3 separate regions of the Danio rerio genome follow, and all the other regions are linked to region 1. A link is a contact called in public Hi-C and HiChIP or PLAC-seq data. All regions are on one chromosome and are shown on one strand. The core of a region is the stretch at or near the end of the contact, and the rest is flanking DNA. Distances in the headings are between cores, read along the strand shown. Region 1 holds the start of zfhx3b (zinc finger homeobox 3b). Region 2 overlaps zfhx3b (zinc finger homeobox 3b). Region 3 has its middle 200 kb from the start of zfhx3b.

The links. A called contact is a pair of places that touch in the nucleus more often than the background predicts. HiChIP or PLAC-seq counts read pairs in DNA pulled down with a chosen protein or histone mark.
Region 2: an H3K4me3 HiChIP or PLAC-seq map of embryo shows a contact between it and region 1, with 6 times the contacts expected there. The contact joins the enhancer-like site here to the promoter of zfhx3b in region 1. A contact is called at or near these places in 5 of 18 Hi-C or Micro-C datasets (caudal fin, embryo, hematopoietic stem cells and 1 more) and 3 of 4 datasets of contacts at active chromatin or transcription factors (caudal fin, embryo and gastrula embryo).
Region 3: a contact with region 1 is called in a Hi-C map of an unstated tissue, with 2.6 times the contacts expected there. The contact joins the enhancer-like site here to the promoter of zfhx3b in region 1. A contact is called at or near these places in 1 of 18 Hi-C or Micro-C datasets (an unstated tissue) and 1 of 4 datasets of contacts at active chromatin or transcription factors (embryo).

What each region holds. Positions count from the first base shown.
Region 1 is chr7:73,906,895-73,911,373 of GRCz12tu, reverse strand. zfhx3b (zinc finger homeobox 3b) reads left to right here and starts at 2,372. Exons shown (of 10, transcript NM_001365188.1): 1 at 2,372-2,785.
Region 2 is chr7:73,708,423-73,712,901 of GRCz12tu, reverse strand. All of the region lies in intron 4 of zfhx3b (zinc finger homeobox 3b), which reads left to right. Among named protein-coding and RNA genes, the nearest start is that of pmfbp1, 120 kb to the right of the region's middle. Within about 2 kb of position 1,916, at least 6 of the 62 cell types and tissues checked have an H3K27ac peak or open chromatin away from gene starts, as enhancers often do.
Region 3 is chr7:74,104,022-74,108,500 of GRCz12tu, reverse strand. It overlaps a transcript of zfhx3b not described here. Among named protein-coding and RNA genes, the nearest start is that of zfhx3b, 200 kb to the right of the region's middle. Within about 2 kb of position 2,175, at least 4 of the 62 cell types and tissues checked have an H3K27ac peak or open chromatin away from gene starts, as enhancers often do.

The DNA.
Region 1 (4,479 bases), core at 1,123-3,622:
ATGAGAATAAAATAAAATACAATACATATTATATTTTAGATATTTATTAAAGCATAAAATACTTGTCATTACATAAAATAACAGCAGATTTCATGTGATGATAATTATTAGAATTATTATTCTATACCATTTTAAATGATTCCTTAAGTAATGCACACATCAATCAGTCATAATTTGACAGCACACAATACACATAAGTCTTATTAAAAATAATAATAAAACAATAAATAAACAATACGATTCACAATGCAGCAAATAAGACAGCACGGAATTCCTCGCCGATACCTAAAACACATGATGTGTGGATTTCGTTGTATAACCAAAAGAAGAGGAAAAACATCGGAGAGAAAAATAAACACAACACAACATATGATCATTTTCCAATAGTCATTATGCAATCGATAAAAACAGGTTAGCTGTATTTGGCAAGATTAGAGCCCCTTATAGTTGTCAATAGTCAAAGTAGTCATTGAGAGAAAGAGGAATTGTCATTTCTTTAGTGAGAATCAACAATGGAATTATCATGAGAAAAGACACTGGCCTGGGCTCAAAGGTCGGAACTGGGATACACGCTTTTGATTCGGGAAGAAGGCGTTTTAAGTGACCACCAAGAGAAGGAGAATTGTTTTGGGGCAAAGTGAAAAAAGCAAACCTGTGGAGAAACCCACCGATCTATACTACAGTTGTTACTATTGATCAAATGTCACCTCTTTGAACGCACGCGCTTGAAAGTTACACTACTTATCGAGAATTATTTTTTTGTTCAAATAAACATAACATGTAGCTAATTTTATTGTCGCTTATTTTATCGTGTATCTAAAGAGTGATTTATATGCTATTTTAATTTCCAACTGAATAAGCATTACATCTGTTCAAATGCTCTGTTAAATATATTATGATATCATTAAAAACGATGGATTTGTGTGTTTAAAGTCATGCTATAACATGCATAAACTACCAAACATCAAAACTAAAACCGAGGAATAGATTGTTGATTAAGGAACTTCAGATTTTTGCATTGCACTCTCTCCCTATCTTCACCTCCTCTGTGTGAGAGTGTGTGTTTGTGTGTATGTGAGTGTGTGTGCGAGAGAGAGAGGAACAGAAACAGAATTTCTTATGGTCAAATAATATATTTTTTAAAGGCGTCAAATCTACACATTGCTTTTTGCTTCAACTTTTGTATCGAGTCTCAAATCTAATATCAGAAGAAGCATCTCTTATCGTTTAATGTTCACCACCGTCTGCATTTGAATAAAGCATATACTGTATATAACTTAGGATACATTGTGTTTTACTCTGACAGGAATTGTATCAGGCTGTGCAGAAAAGCTAAAAAGAGGAAAGTGGAGGTTTTTGCGCTGTCTAGTTTTTGCACTGTTTTTTCCCTCGCATTCGGTGGCAGTGTCTTGATTTCTCCTCATGCACTCATATTAACATAAAGCACGATGGGACAGACCGGGAGCGTAAATACAGGCTGTAAATACTGAGATGATATTGCGATAGATAAAATACATATTTCATTTATTACGCTTAAACATGATTATACTTTATAACGATTTAACTAATGTGGTGTTACATGAATAGTACGTGCCATTTTAAGCAACATTTGATGACTTCAAAAAATAACAAGTGTAAAAAATACAGACATAATGCTTTAAATCTTAAGACTGCACAGTGTTTTGGTAGTTTAGGTCATCAGTGAGATTAAAAAAAAATAATAAAATAAAGTATTTTTAAATATATATATATATACCAGCTGTTACTAGTCTACTTTTTACAGAGCACTATTTTAAGCATATTTATAAGTTTGTTTCTCACAATGAAACAGATTTGTGCATGCACACTAAAATATATATTTGTACTCAGACATTGCTTATTTAAGAATTACAATAATAAAGCTTTACATGCAGGGCTAATGTCCACAAGAAGTGAATTTTCCTTCAGTGTAGCATATAAACTAAAAGAAAAAGAAATGTAAACAGTGTTAATCCTGTTATTTTTATTAAATAAGACGCGCACGGACAGTGCGTCGAGCTTATCGGGGTTTGTAAGCGCTCTAAAGCTAATGCTTGGGAGATATAAAGTGCGCTATCGCATTTCACAAACATCCACGTTTTGATTTGTAAATCTAAAAGTATAGCGTCTCGCGAGCGTAAAAGACGAGCGCGAAAACACACTGCGCGGCGGGGTCTGCGCGCGCGCCTCTCCGCTATTAACTTTCAGTTTCTTCCTTCTCATCCAACTCTTACTTTGTGCTGTACTTAATTCCATATTTTCAATTCCCGATCACTACTTTCCTCTTTCTCGTTCTCCATCTATCCATCCATCCCTCCCTCCCTCCTCTATCTCCCTCCTCCCTCTCTCTCTCCTCGGCTCTCTGCTGAATCTTATTGATCCAGAAGGTGGCTAATTAGCCCTTCCCGTCGTGCCTGTGTAATGAAGCACATGCGCACTGAATTAATCACAGCCATTTTTTGCAGGAAACTAATTAGCAGGAATAAAGATCCAAAGAGTTTTTTTCTTTTCAATCATCAGATCTCACTTTCACCTCTTCCTCTCTCCCTCTAACACAAGACTCATCGCCTGCTTTGCATCCAAATTATTTTTATATTGCCTTTACAACTAATAGTCCGTTTTTTACTCTCCGCAACAACAATGATCTTTCTTTTACCATCATCCTAAACGCAAACTGACCAAAAGGGACTGCCTTGATGGGATCTTTAGCCAAAGCGTCTCAATACTGGATTAAAAAGCAAGGATCTCAAAGCGGCAGCCAAACATTGTAAGTTGTAACTTTGCTTTCTCTTTCTTTCTGTCTCTCTCTTAGCGTTACGATTCTCTTTAGTTTCAATAACAGACTAAAGCGATGGCTTTCGGGATTTCGCCGTAGCAGCCCCGGCTTTGCTTATTCTCCTAGCAGGGTAAAGAACAGGCGATCGCAAGTTATTTTCATGCAAGTTGCTTTATTTACTGTCGTTTTATTAGTATCGTTACCTGTGTTTACATCTGGCTTCGTCCTCGCTCTTCTCATGACTGGAAGAAAAGAAAAGGGCAAGACAGCGATTCCTTTTTCCAAACAGTTGGATTTAAAACACACTTCTGCACGTTCGCGTGTTCACACGGGTCACAATGGGACCGAGCAGTGTCAAGAAAGGGTTTTTTGAGAGGGTGTCGATGCGCGAGGGTCTGTGGGAGAGCAGCGGGAGCGCTGCGCGATCGTAGCCGGGAGAGGAGCGTCTTAGTCCAGCCTGCGAGTCCGTCTGCGTCCGCTGAGCGGGAAGCGTCGCCCCGCTTTTCCATTTTTACACCGATATGCTCGTTCGTCTTCTACTTTCATTTCCTCGCTCATTTAGCGAGCAGAAATCCTCAACAATGCGCCCATCGTTACTTTTCGAGTCCTTTCTAGTGTGGATTTCTCCGCCCTTTGCTGTGCATTTCAGTTCCTCTACTTTTTCCTCGCTCCTGTCACTTTCTCGGTTTATTTTTCGTTCCATGCGACGTTAAAGTTGTTCTTTGCCGCTTCCCAGCCGGAGTCACATGCAAGTCGATTGGCATGTGTGTTTGTGTGAAGTGTGTGTGAGTGTTTAGGGGAGTGTGTTTGGTATAGAGACGGAGCCCCGGGTCTCAGGAGCGGATCAGCCGGAGCTCACAGAGCCCGCAGAGCCGCGCGACACACACAGCGATTATACGGCGAATGCCTTAAAACAAGAAACCCACGCATACGGCGCGAGTTTCTGAATATAAAAATCAAAACCATGCAGTGAAATGCTATTTCGACAACAAAGACTTTGATAGCGAAATCGGCGTTGTATTTTACAACTTGCGTATGCTTTCTCCTGAGGGAGAAAAGCATATGACGAAAAATAGTTTTCAAATTATAAACAAAGCTAACAACTTAGCTAGAACTAGCTTGTAAGCTACTTGAGGGGAATTTGCCCCACAAACAGCTCACATTTTAATTAAGCTAGAACTTAATGAAGACCACAGGTGTAGGATGAATTTAAAAAAAAGGAGAGTGAGAGATGGGGACCTAAAAGCTGACATCAACGAAAAGCTATAGAGATAGTCCTTCCACGGTATACGCATGAGAACAGGCGGAAATGTGGATCCATAACAATGACACAATGTAGCCCACAGTCAGATAGAAAACGAGAAAACAGAAGAGATGCAATGGAAGGACAGACAGACCCAGAGCTGACTGACTGTTTGCGAGCTCCTCATGGATGTGCAGGGTTGGGGAAGAAAGAGAGGGGGAGGTTGAGAGACTTGGGGTCAGACGGCAAGAAACAAGGGAGCAGGGGTCACCGAGTGAGTGGAAGAAAGATAAAAAAGAAAGAGAAGGGAAAAACCCAACATTACCAAGCCAGCAAAGAGTGGGAAAAGAGTGGGGTTGGGTTATGTTGTGGGGTCACGCAAACAATACAACCAGATTGAGGGGGTTAGCAGGACTATAAAAATGTACCTCAAGTTTGATCA
Region 2 (4,479 bases), core at 667-3,166, 200 kb after region 1:
GAGAAGTTGAGGCTTTTAAATATGTGCCTGAATAACTTGCAAACTATGCTGCAGCTTAAACAGTACATATGAGCTTTTACTATGTAAGGTTTGGAATGATTTGGAATCTGAAAAGCTGCTCTGTAGATTTTATAACTAGTTATAAATGTCATTTAATGTGTGCACTGATGGGTGAATGATAATATCGGTTATTTGTTAAACTCATGTGAGCTGTGAACTGTTAATTTGGGTCAGGTCGCCAATTTTTAATCTCAATATGATATTTATATTGTATAATATAATATATAATACATCATATTATTGTGATAATAATATAATATAATATAATATAATATAATATAATATAATATAATATAATAATAATAATAATAATAATATAATATAATAATCTAATATAATTTAATAAAATATAATATAATATAATATAATATAATATAATATGATAAAAACTATATAATAATATATTATAACAATATAAAATAATAATATAACAATAAAATAATATAATAAAATATATAATACAAAAAATATATAATATAATATAATATAATATAATATAATATAATATAATATAATATAATATAATATAATATAATAGTCTAAAATAATATAATAAAATATATAATAATACTAATAAAAATAATAATAATAATAGTAATAATAATAAAAATATGTAATAATATAATATATTATTTTATAATATAACAATATAAAATATTATAATAAAATATATAATATAATAAAATATATAATATGATATATAATTTATATATATAATACATACTTTTATATTTATACATATTTTATAATACATAATTTTATAATAAATATAATGCATTTGATGGACTATGTGTTTTTCGTCCATCTAGCGATGGTGTCTCCAGATTTAGTCCGGTCTGAGATGGAGGCAGTGTTTTTTTGTGTGTTGTGGGTTAGAGGGGGGTCCTGTTTTGGGGCAGGAGGGGTACGGACGGGGCCGAAGAAGTGCTGATATGAAGAGCGGACAAAGCATGAAAGCCCCCAGCATGGAGCCTATGTCCCATTGTCCTGCAGAACCCTTCTGTCACTTTCATTTTACACCGTGCGCTCCGAAGTCAGGACAGCTTTGATATAGGGAAGGGGTTGACGGGGGGCCAGAGGGGGATCTAGTAGGGGAGAAAAAAAAAAAAAAACAGGACAAGCAAGGGAGAGAGAGATAGAGTCCGTGAGGTGTGAAATAAGATTGCTTTTTTATCCAACAGTGCAGCGTTAAAGACAAGGAAGCTGTCTGTTGTGGGGGAGAACGAGGGGGAGAAAGAGGTAGACAGGGGAGGGGGGAAATGTGGCCCCCGCAGATTTACAGTGACACCTGGTTAAAATGATAACTAGTGCTTGGGTAATCCTAATGAGAGTAATGAGAAGGAGCACAGAGACCGGCTCACATCGCTCCACTGCTCTCTGGCTGGAGGAAAGGGTCGGAGAATCACCTCAGCAGACTATGCTAAACCGAGGATCCCACTAGGAGCTTCTCAGGTACGATTTCTTAAAGCGAGCGTGTTTTGAAGAGTCTGGGGTTGTGGTATACACACACACACACACACACACACACACCGACCGGGCCTTCGGTCTGGGGGTAGCAGAGGCTGGATGGAGCAGTGGTTAGCATGTATTATTTATTTGGTGGTTTGTGCCTGTCAGTATGATTAGTATGTGTGTAATCAGCGTTCTTCTGGGGAAACGGGGGAAGGCAGCTCGGCCTCATCTGAAGGTAATCGCGCTGTCTTCTGAGTCTCATCGCTTGGCGCGGACTTCCTGTCTAGCATCTGCTTTTGTCATCTCCACATATTTTTCAGTCCGCGTTCTGTATATATTTGTCTGTGCCTTTCTAACCTCTCTGCCTTCATCTGCTGTGTGTGTGTGTGTGTGTAGCAGTCTCTCTTCCTTGCTTGTAAAGGGTGACACCTATAGGTCAATGCGAGATCCTGCATGCTGAAAGATACAGCATGTGTGTGTGTGTGTGTGCATGTGGTGCATTTCTCTCACACATTAGCATGTGTTCCTGAATCCAGTACCAAATTAAAGTCCATTTTCGTACATCCCTCCATGTGGGGCTTTGTTGAAACGTTACACTATCGTGTTTCCTCAGAGAACAGACGTGTTTTGTCTTTTGAGGCTCTTCGTTTTCATTTGGCGTGATTAGATTAAGGCGAAAGTTTAATATCACTGCAGTACGGGTTAATGAGGACGATTAATTAGAAAGCCTAACCTTCAGGGTATTGTCCTTTACATTTTTAGGATTTGGGTTAGCGAATGGCCTCTCGCCATAGCTGCGAGTGCTTCCTCTTAATCTATTTCCAGGCCCAGATCTATGACTACATTTGGGTGGGTCCTTTCATTCGCAGCCTACTCTAAGGCCACTTGTGACCTTTCATTAATTATGGCTGGCCCGGGTTTAATCATTGTGTACTGCGGTGGTGGTGGCGGAGATGAGGAATAGGCACATTCATTTGCCTCTCAGACACACGGCCATGGGTGGAATTAAATGTCTACCTATGTGCGCACTGCTTGGGGGTTGGGGGGGGGGGGGGGTACAGTTGATGACGAATAGGTGAGAGATGATTTTTAGGATGGCAGCTGTTGCGTGAAGCGATTCTCCATTAAGAAAAGGTAGTGCGGGAATTACACACGCTGGCGGCTCTTCTAGAGGTGTAAAATCTACCTGGGGATTATTGTGTAATCTGGCTGCTTCTGACTCCATATCGTAGAGTAATTCCCAGCCTGGCGAAGGTGGATTTATCTAGGCTGCAGCGTATGTTGCATTTCTGTCTCCTTTTTTTTGTGTGTGTGTGTGTGTGTGCCTTTCCAGTCTGTTTCTCAGCCCAACGCTGGGTAATGTTGGGTTTTGGAGAAAACGGAAATGTCTTGTTGCCTTGGGAACATAACAGAAACAGGCACATTTGTGAAAGACTGAAATTTTGTGTGTGTATTTATTCATATTTATATTTGTTTTGTTTTTTTATATATAGTTGAAGTCAGAATTATTAGCCACTGTGAATTATTAGCCCCCCTGTTTATTTTTTCCCTGATTTCTGTTTAACGGAGAGATTTTTTCGACACATTTTTTTAACATAATAGTTTTAATACATAATTTCTAATGACTGATTTATTTTATCTTTGCCACGATGACAGTAATAAAAATTTTACTAGACATTTTTCAAGACACTTCTGAAAAATGTGTCTGAAATAATTTTTTCCCTAAAATGGTGTTTAAAAAATTAAAAACTGCTTTCATTCTAGCCTAAATAAAACAAAAAAGACTTTTTGAAGAAGAAAAAATATTATCAGACATACTGTGAAAATTTCCTTGCTCTGTTAAACATCATTTGGGAAATATTTAAAAAAAAAAAGAAGAAAAAATTGAAGGGGGCTAATACTTCTGACTTCAACTGTATATAGTTTAAGGGGCTAAAATTTTGACCTTAAAATCGTTTTAAAAAAATATTAACTGCTTTTATTCTAGCCCAAATAAAACAAATAAGACTTTCTCCAGAAGAAAAAATATTATCAGACATACTGTGAAAATTTCTTTGCTCTGTTAAACATACTTTGGGAAATATTTAAAAAGGGGAAAAAAATTCAAAGGGGGGGCTAATAAGTTCAACTGTACACTCTTAGAAATAAAGGTACAAAATCTGTCAGACACAAAGGTGCATTTTTGCTCCTAACAGGTCCTTAAAGAGTACATATGAATACCTAAAAATAACAAATGTGTACCTCACAGTAACTTAAAGGTACAAAAGCCAACCTTAAAGGTACAAACGTGAACCTTAAAGGTACAAGAGTGTACCCCTTGATGGTCCATTTGAGTATTAGTAGACTGTCTGCTTAATATCTGTTGATATGCTCCTTCAGCAGACATTTAACTGACTTTAAGAAACTTTGCGAGTACATGTCAACTTACACTAACCCTAACCCCAACGTAAGAGTCTACATATAATCTAATGAGAATTAGTTGGCATGTAGATGTAATGTCACTTAAATTCAACAAACGGACCATCAAAATAAAGTGACCCTACTGTCCACTAGTATGGTACAAAAGTATACCTTTTGTAAAGTTACCACCCCAGTGACAGATCATGTACCTTTATTTTTAATGTCTTCATATTTCTGATGGTTGAGAGCAAAAATATTAGCCCTCCTATGCAATTTGTATTCTTTTTAGAATATTTCCTAAGGTGTGTTTAATGAAGGACGAAAATAATTACAGTATTTCCTACACATTTTTTTTTTCTTCTGGAAAAAAAACCTTTTGGCAGTATAAATGCAGTTTTTATTGAAGGTTAATATTATTGGATTGCTCATGATTTTTCCCTGATAGGCTACAGAACAAACCATTGCTATTAGGGCTGTACGATATTGAAAATATCTGACATTGCAATATTTTGTTATTCTGTGATATACAGTGCTCAGCATGTAAAAGTACTCCCCTCACATGTCCAT
Region 3 (4,479 bases), core at 926-3,425, 200 kb before region 1:
GTGTCTTGTTAGTGCATTCATTTTATATGCCAGGTTTTTTTTATTTTTATATCTTTTATTTTAATTTGAAGTTGTTATTTTGTCTTGTAAATCTGTGCAGTATTTTTGTTTTTATTTCAACCCGGGCTCACTGTGGAAACGTAGGCCACGGACGTTTCTGCGGACCGCGAAATATGTCCCGGGAGGTACGTATTCGAGCGGTTTTTGTTTTTGCGGATCCGAGAGAAGCCGCTGTGCGCGCTTTTTCGCGTCTTGAGCACCTCTCGGGAGCGCGCGCTGTTCGCGCTTGTGCTGTTCTCGCGCGAAAAGCCGCTGGAGGCCGCTGTGGAGCGACCGTCCGTCCAACTGGCCGGCCGAACGACTGAACAATCGACCGGGCGGCCAGCCTCCTCTTCTTGCTCCTCCTCCTCCTTCCCTCAACCCAAGCGACGGTTTGCAAAAGCTGTCCAGAAAAAAAATATAATAATAAAAAGCCCTCGTCTTCGATTTCGACCGCGTTTTCAGATCCTGCTGCATTCTCGCCCTTATTTTTCAGATTCTGTTTTTCATCTTACCTGATATCCGGAACCGCTCTTCCTCGGACCCGATCCCGGTCGTCCCCGCGGCCGGCTCCTCCTCCTGCAGGCCTCCGCTCCGCCGATGTAATGCTGCGAGCTAAGCGGACGAACTGGTAGCGGCAGCAAAGCCCTCCACTCATTCATCGCTCGAGAAAAACTAAACGTAGATCGCAGTCTCCAGAAACGTCCGCGGGGCTACGTTTACAGAATGAGCTTGGGTTTTTTATTTGCAATTAAGGTTCATTGATGTTATAGTTTAATAACTAATACGCTGAAACCAGATTATTTGAGTCATTTTAAATGGTTTTAAATTCATAAAAATGACTTATAACTCAGTTTTCATCTTAAGTTTTTGTTTTTTCTTTTAAATCTGTGCATTATTATTGTTCTTAATTGCAATTAAGGTTTATTTCTGTTATAGTTTAATAACTAATTAATTGAAACTGGATTGTTTTAGTCATTTCTAATGGTTTTACATTCTTAAAAATGACTTTTAACTTAGTTTTTGTTTTAGGTTTTAGTTTTTTCTTGTAAATCTGTGCAGTATTTTTGTTTTTTATGTGCAATTAAGGTTCATTTCTGTTATAGTTTAATAACTAATGCATTGAAACCGGATTATTTTAGTAATTTCTAGTTATTTTACATTCATAAAAATGACTTATAATTTAGTTTTAAGGTTCATTTCTGTTATAGATTAATAACTAATTAATTGAAACCAGATTATTTTAGTCATTTCTAATGGTTTTACATTCATAAAAATTACTTTTAACTTAGTTTTCATTTTAAGTTTTAGTTTTTTCTTGTAAATCATGTGCATTAATTTTGTTTCTATTTGCTATTAAGGTTTATTTCTGTTATAGTTTAATAACAATACATCAAAACCACATTACTTTAGGTGGTTTAAATGGTTTTACATTAAGTTGACAATAATAAAGTGACTTATACAGTAATAACTTAGGATAACAATTACAGCTTAAATGTACTCATCTTTTAACAGTATGTTTAATGTCTGTGATATCTAATTCAATTACTTATGCCCTTTTTCCTCTTTCAAAATTATAAGACATGACACATTTTTGTGTTTTTATTATGAATCGAACACATTGAAATTAATTATGGTGCATTGCAGTTTTTTTTTCCAGTTTGTAAATGAATCCAAACACTCAAAAAATGATGTTCGCTGTCTGTTCAAACTTATTTAAAATTAGCTGAAACAACACAATTGTTGAAGTGTTTTTTGAGGACAACTTAATTGTTTTACGTTTAATCCACTTAAATTTGTTAAAAACTAATTACTTAACTTAATTCCTTCATGTTGTCCCAACACAGTTCGATTGTGTGGAGCATTTATAACAGTGTATAATATTTGCAAAAACGACTGCTTTATGGTCTGATACATTTGACTAATGTGAAAAGATGTATTACTGCCAATGATCTCTCTCTCAACTGTCACTCTTGACCCTGTATCTATGTCAGAAAATACTTCACTCAGTGACCCACAACCTTACTGTCCTAATGGGGTCACAGTAAGGCACATGAGTCACTCGCTCACAGACTGTGTGTGTGTGTGCGCGCGTGCTTGTTTTTATTGGCTGGAGCATTGTGTCATTCCGCATTGCGATCACATACACAAATGTAGACGGTGTCTCTTTACATATTGTCTATGTCGAGTGACACCATCACATAAGCACAGTCACTAGCCTGCCATGTAAAATGGCTGTAATGCTATGAACGGACGCTAGTACTGAGCATGGGCAGGGGGTGAGGATGGTCATGGGAAACTGAGTTTCCCTGAAGCACAACACTAGCTGTTTACATACAGTAGGACAGGATTTATACCTTTATGAAATGAACATGTTGTTACTGTACTGCTGTTGGAGATTTTTGTAATTGTGTTTGATTTAGATCACAGGCTAGTTGCTCATGTTTCAAATTCATGCATTCATTAATTTTTTTTGGTTTATCTGTTCATTTGTTTGTTCTTTCATTAATTTATTAATTTGTCCATTCATTCATTCATTCATTCATTCATTCATTCATTCATTCATTCATTCATTCATTCATTCATTCATTCATTCATTCATTCATTCATTCATTCATTCATTCATTCATTCGATCATTCATTTACTCATCCATTCAATCATTCATTAGCATTTGCAATAATTTGTTTGTTCATTCGTTTTTTCACTAACCATTATTTTGTTCATTCATTCATTCATTAATTCATTCATTCGATCATTCATTCATTCATTCACTCATTCATTCATTCATTCATTCATTCATTCATTCATTCATTCATTCATCAATTTATTTGATTATTCCTCCATACATCTACTCAATCATTTAATAGCATTTGCAATAATTAGTTTGTTCATTCGTTTGTTCACTCATCATTAATTTGTTCATTTGTCGATTCATTCATGCATTCATACATTCATTCATTCATTTGCATTCACTTTTTGTTTGTTTATTTGTTCATTCATTATTTTTAAAATTCATTCATTCATTCATTTGCATTCATTCATTCGTTTGTTTGTTTGTTTGTTCATTTGTTCATTCATTAATTCATTAATTCATCCAATCATTTATTTGTCTATTCATTCATTCATTCATTCATCCGATCATTTAATCATTTGTCCGTTTATTTGTCCATTCATACATTCATTTGCATTTATTCATTTTTTGTTTGTTTGTTAATTTGTTCATTCATCAATTAGACAACTTGTTCATTCATTCATTTGTGCATTTACCCATTCATTCGTTTTTTATTCATTTCTTTGTTATAAATAGTTTGCACAGAAGCAGCACCATCACAACAACCCCTGTACAATAAACAAATGAGCTTCATTTGAGTATCACGTCAGCAAAAATGTAAATATTAAAAATAGCAAATGAATGAAAGATCAAGCAGAGAAAGATATCGTATTCATATCTCATATTCGGTTTGGATAAAGACAATAGACTGTTTTTAATAGAAAAGAGACTCTCTTTAATAACTGTGAAACTTTCAGGTCTTTAGTTAAAAAGAGAAAGAGCGAGAAAAAAAAGAAAACTAAGGTGGGATTAATGAAAAGGCAATTTTGGCCTGAGCAAATTATCTTTCTCGAAATTAATGCTTAATATTTCATTCTTTCCATATATATTTGATGTGCTCTTTGCATTTTTGCAAATATAATGTATCCGTCCACATTCATTTCGCCACACCGCCTTGATGAGTACTTCAAATGTGAATTAAAGCGCTCCATTTTTAGGGGGAAAATGAGTAATAATTCAGAAATATTAATAATATATAATCATAATGCTGTTGAGGAGAATTGAAAGTTCAAAAACAGCAGGAAAGAATGGAAGCCGAGACAGAAAGAGCGGGAGACAGAGAGGGTCCTGACTGGAGTTGTGTCATGTTAAGTGTTTTGCCGGGCCTCTGTGAGTGTGATGTGGGGTCTGGTTGAGGGTTTGGAGCAGGTAATTGCGTGTAGGGAAGGGTTAGTTAGTCATTTATGGTGTGCCAGGCGAGTTCTCCTCAGTGAAAGCTAATTGAGAATGAGCGTTAACAGGTCTCCCCCCACCCCCCAACCCCATCAGCTCGGGCACTTGTACTTAACCCATTTAAAAGTCTCCACCAACACTGCCACGGTAATTAATATTAATTGTCCTTCGTGTTAATTTTATCTCAGTGGGATTGTAAAATACTGACAGGACTATGGAGGGATTCAGGAATGTCCTCCATCTCCTTCCTTCTCCATCTATTCTGGGGCTGGACGATATAAAATAAAATCTCATATCTAATCTCATATCTATATCATAATATACACTGTAAAAAATGTTGGGTTCCACACAATCGATTTGTGTTGACACAACATGAAGGAATTGAGTTAACTCATTAGTTTTATTTACAAATTAAGGAGGATTGAACATAAAACAA